Regions from separate parts of the Gossypium arboreum genome. Here region 1 is linked to region 2. A link is a contact called in public Hi-C data. All regions are on one chromosome and are shown on one strand. Each heading gives the region's core, a stretch centred on a gene start, on an enhancer-like site or on the middle of the called end of the contact. The rest is flanking DNA. Distances are from core to core; before and after follow the strand shown. Region 1 holds the start of LOC108465861 (2-oxoglutarate-Fe(II) type oxidoreductase hxnY-like). Region 2 holds the start of LOC108468886 (transcription factor MYB114).

Region 1 (2,700 bases), core at 57-2,556, 150 kb after region 2:
GTTCATTAAGGGCACCCACTTTCCAGAAGAAGTCTTCATCTAATTTAAGGGACAGGGCAATTAAGGAGAGTAATTTAGTCCCAGCAGACCTAAGGAAGCAAATGTAGCACCACTTAAACCTTTCACAGGTGGCTGACTGTCATTGTATAGTTTTCCAAGCAAGATAGAGTTGAATTCAGAACTTCAAAGTAAGTTATGAACTGGGATGACAAAGGAATCTATAAAAAGGTTGAGTATATCTATAAATTTATAATAGAAACTCTTTGCAGAAACCATAAATACCAATATGTGAACTAATAGCAGGGACTCACAGCACTTTTTGATGATAAGTCTCCATTGCGCTTCTCCAAGATGGTAGATCTTCTGCAATTTCCAAGACAAAACGACATCTTGAGTATAACTCAATTAAACTTCTTATATGAAGAAACTACTACAAGATGTTTTGTATAATAAGATAATCATACATACCTTCTAAAGGCCATTGATTGAGGCCATCAGCTAGTGGACCAAGATAGAAAGTTTCTTTAGAGTCACCTGTTGTTCAAGCAATCGAAAGTGATCAATCTGACCTCAAATGATCTTTACAGTAAACCAGAAAGGAATTAGGAAAGAAAAATTTCGCTACTGAAATGGGTGTATTGGAAAATCTTGAATAAACCCTCTAGCATCTCAAATCAAAGTCGTTGATAAATAGTCATTGAACATGCAACTTAGGAAGAATGTTAAACATTAAAAAAAGGAAAAGGAAAAGGGAAGTTTAAATAATTAAAATAGATAGAAATACCTTTGGTAGTTAAAGTAGTATCAAGTTTTTCAGCATAAAGTGCTGTATAACCTCTGTGATTCTTGATAGCTAACTTCATCTTCTCTTCAATTGGGAATGAAAAGAAGTTGCTACTCTGCTCAAAAACTTTCTTAACCAATTCTTCATCGACCCCATGATTCACGAGGTAAAAGAAACCGTGGTCAATGCATGCCTGCTAAAAACCCATAAGTTTAAAAGCTTTTTTTTCTTTTGGAAAGAGTTACAAATTGCATGCAAAAGAGATTGCTTTGGTTCTAAAACCAGTGTCTTTATATTACAATCAATAGACCCGAACTGAAACTGCCTAAAGATTGAATATTGGCAAAGTAAAAGGGTAAAGAAGAAATAAAAAGACGAACCTTACGGATAGAGTTGGCGGTGGAGAAGCGATCTGGTGAGGCCAAGTCAATGATCGGAAGTTGAAGGGCGTTAGACATTTTTCTTTGTTTCGTGGTTTCTGCTGTTCACTTCGCTTTGAAATTCAATCCTGTACCCCAATTTGGTCCATTTTATTCTTATTTTTTATTTTTAAATATAACTGTTAAATCAATTGAAAATGACAATTTTTTTATATGTATTATGTCAAAACATTAATATCGCATTCATAGTTTTTAGATTTTGATACGTAATCAATCTGATTACATTATGAATTTTAATCTATTTATTTCGGGCTTAATTAAATAAATTATTAAAAATTATAAAATTTAATAAATATTAAAAATAAAAAATCAGTCGAATTACTAGTTGAATCAATTTAACAGTAAATTCAATAAATTCAGTGAATCAGCAAGTCAGACTTTTTATTATGAATTAATACCTTAAGTGACTCCAAATTTGATTAGTTAAGCCAATCTAGTTCTTCAAGCTCTTTTTTTTTCTTCTCTTGTCGATTCAAATTAGAATCACTCACTAATGGTTGACTAAAATTTTAATGTACTTTTTATACACTTTTTAAAAATAAATCGTAAAATTGGATAACTCGAATAAATCTATTTCTATTTGTTCCCACCCCAAAATTTGCAGGGCCTCACCCCAAAAATAAAAAATTATTCATTAAAGTCTTTTAGAAAATTTAAATTAGTAAAAGTAAAATTATACTCTATCCCTTTAAAAATTATAAAAAATTAATTTAATCCTTTAAAAAATAATAAATATATAAATTGTTAAAAGTTAAAATTTAATTTTAGTCCCGACTAAAAAAATTCTCTGACTTCACCCGTAATCAACACCATCACTTTTAATCTAATCATTATTTCAACATGCATCGTTTGTAATCTCATATTAGTATTCCACTTCACATAACTTATTTTGTTTACTTTACAATTTAATCATTATTTCTATTACTTTAATATACTAATTTGATTTCATGCATAATATTTACACAAACATATTTAATCCAACTATTTAACATACTCTGTACGAAAATAAAATAAAATCAAGTAAAATTCTTAAACTACTTACCTTGTATCTTTAATCTTATCACTTTCGTCCCTTTAAATTTTAATTTTTTACTTCTAAAATAGTATTCTATCTCTCTAATATTTTTAGAGATTGTTACAGGATCATAAAGGACACCTAGCCTGGCCTAAAAGAAATGTAAACACAAAACGTTGTCCAATGTCTTTGTCTGTCTGGCTCAAAGAGAAGGCACGTGTACAAATCTAATCACATCGTTGAAACAAAGGGGCCATCATCACGGCAACCCATATCAACGGCCGCCATCCTTTATCATCTATTAACCACGAAAAATGAAGGAATTTAATTCCATTTTTTGGTCCTAATTAATTGTAGTTTTGAAAATTTTATTGTTTGACCACACTTCCTTTATACTTTTCTTACAATCAACTGAACTAGATTGAGACACCTTGATTTTTCTTACCTACCATATAAACTTC
Region 2 (2,700 bases), core at 109-2,608:
GTCCTAGCTAGCTTTGATAAATGGGAACATTTTGCAACAAAGATGGATAGCTCCAAAGGGCCAAAACTAGTGACTAAGCAGAAGGCATCAGCTGACACTATTTGAAGGCTTTTATTGCCTAAGGAGCTGGTCCCATCACCCATGTTCAGATATCAGTGTTTGGAGCTGGATACAGTAAGGCAGATGCTATGCCAGAATGTGTATTGTTGATACAGAGTGTATATGACATGATATGAATATACCAACATGTTAAAATTTGTAAAACACAAATTATCAATAACTGTATAAATATAAATATCTTCGACTCAATCATGACATAAATAAAGTTCAAACACCACATAAATATGTGAATTTCAGTAGCTAAGTACCTCGACCAATTATATTTGACGTTGACCTTTTAAAACCCTTTTGGTCTCAAAATTCTTGGAGCAAATCAACTGAAAATTGATTCAAGAAATCTACACACCAATAATTGTTGTTTTTTTCTTCGCTTCAAAAGTTAGGCCAAGAAACATTTGGTTATAGCCTAGAAATTTAGACTCAGAACATCTCTTTATTTATTTATCCAAGGAAACATGTTAATTACAAACTTATTATACCATTGCTAATGGATCCTGTTGATCATCAAGTTCAAGGAACTTATTCACCCAATCCAAACTAAAGCAACCTTCCGTTGTGAAGTCAAAGAATTCGTCCACATCAATGCTGAATTCAGAGTTTTCAATTTCATCACTTCCTTTTACTACCTCTTCTTCTTCCATCTGGACAGTTTCCCATGCTTTGTGAGGCACAATTTGTTCCGAGGAGGAAGTTTGTTCTGTTCTGACATCATGGTTTATTATTTTCTTGCTCAAATGGGAATTCCAGTAGTTCTTAATTTCATTGTCTGTTCGCCCTGGAAGTCTCCCAGCAATCAAAGACCACCTGTTCCCCAGCAGTTTATGAAGCCTAATAATTAAGTCCTCTTCTTCATCTGATATGTTGCCTCTCTTAATGTTAGGTCTCAAGTAGTTCAACCATCTCAACCTGCAACTCTTGCCGCATCGATTCAAACCTATACATCAAAACAAAATAACCCGTTAATTCCAATGCTCCAAAAAATGGAGTTTCTCTTCAACAGAAAGTAAATTACCTGATTTAATGGCGATTGTTTTCCATCTCTTTGCGCCATGAATCTCAATATATTTAGCCAATCTTCTATCTTCCTCAGCTGTCCAAGAACCTTTGTTAAAAACCCTTTTGCTCACTCCATCCTTCTTTGGAGCCATTATTAGCCGACAGTGAGAAGAGGCAAAGAGTGAGAAGGGAAGACAGAGATGATTAGTGAGAAACAAGGGAAGGGAAGTGAATGAGTATAAAAACATGGAGAGAGTTTGGCGGTTAATGAAGCAGAGAATTGAATGGTCAGTGAGTGAGTCCTAGATATCTACCCTTCTTGGCAAGCCTAACATATACGCTCTCAACTACCAGTTCTGTTTGGACTTTGTCAACGTGGCAGTACCAACCCTTGTGGAATTTTTAGTTTGTTTTATTCTCTGATTCATTCTGAAAAAGAAAACAAAAAGAGTTATGGTAAAATAAGTTGGATTCACTTGGTAAAGCTGACCGATGTTTCAGTTTTGGACAGGCCGGACCAAAACCCAATTCTCAACAACTACATGCAAATACAATTTTGGTTAAAATTAATAGGTTGGGCCGGGCTAAAGCTTAGTTTCAATTTTTTTAAAGTTCAGGCCTGTTTTAGACCCAGCCGGCTCAAAAGCTGTTTTATTATTAAAAATAAATAAAATATTTGTTGGGGATTGACTTGATTAAGTAACGAACAAGTAAAAAAAAATAACGGAAGAAATTAAGAAATTAAATATACAAATTTAACGTGAAAAAACCCTCTAAAGAGGATAAAAAACCACTGGCAAAGATAATTTTACTATAATGACAAACGAACGAAGAGTACAAAAGATGGAGATAAAAACTAAACCCCGAAACTCGAAAATAAAGAACCCTCAAAACGTAAATACAAAATTCTCCAAATGTGTTATGAGTTCTAATATTTTAATGGGTTTTTCTAAGGTTGTAAAGGAGCCTATTTATAGGCTAAATTCGTAGGTTAAATAATAAAATAATCTAAATTAATTAGAGTTCGACTGAAATAAATAAACAGAGTTTAACTAGGAGAATATCTCTCAAATTTAATTGAAATATGAGACATACTCAACAAAAATCCACATTGACTCATATTTCTACAATGCCATCTTTGTTAAAGTCCACCACAGGCCTATCTTGAACTATGCAGGAAATTAACCAAGCCGAATCTGTGCAGGGAATTAACAAGTCGACTTGTGCACTGCCAAATCAAAACTAACTCGAGTTTGATTTTCACGAACATAGTGCCCTAACTTTTCAAAACTTGTATCTAAAAGAGAACATTTCTTCAACGAAATGGTCTGATAACATATTAATTTGCATGTTATTTTGTGTTTAATTCGGTATATTTTTGACTTGATCCCTACTAATTAGTACTTTTTATGTTTTAATCCTGTCAGGAATGCAATTGGGACGCTAAGAGATAAAAATGAGCAGAAGAGGACCAAATTAAAACAAAATCAACAAAATGATGCCGAATAAAAAATATGGAGAAAGCCAAGGACTCATTAGAATTTTTGACTTTATAAAAAGCCAAAAATAGAAATGAGCATGAGC

What was found. Hi-C and Micro-C count contacts between places; a contact is called where the count stands out from the background.
Region 1: a contact with region 2 is called in a Hi-C map of leaf, with 2.0 times the contacts expected there. The contact joins the promoter of LOC108465861 here to the promoter of LOC108468886 in region 2. A contact is called at or near these places in 2 of 5 Hi-C or Micro-C datasets (both in leaf).

The regions. Positions count from the first base shown.
Region 1 is chr8:13,636,287-13,638,986 of ASM2569848v2, forward strand. It overlaps LOC108465861 (2-oxoglutarate-Fe(II) type oxidoreductase hxnY-like), which reads right to left and starts at 1,307. Exons shown (of 11, transcript XM_053018456.1): 1 at 1,165-1,307; 2 at 785-977; 3 at 469-534; 4 at 312-363; 5 at 1-89. The coding sequence starts at 1,242.
Region 2 is chr8:13,481,785-13,484,484 of ASM2569848v2, forward strand. It overlaps LOC108468886 (transcription factor MYB114), which reads right to left and starts at 1,359. Exons shown (of 2, transcript XM_017769755.2): 1 at 1,133-1,359; 2 at 515-1,054. The coding sequence starts at 1,268. The coding sequence ends at 594. It overlaps LOC108468770 (probable glycosyltransferase At5g03795), which reads left to right. Exons shown (of 5, transcript XM_017769626.2): 5 at 1-614. The coding sequence ends at 7.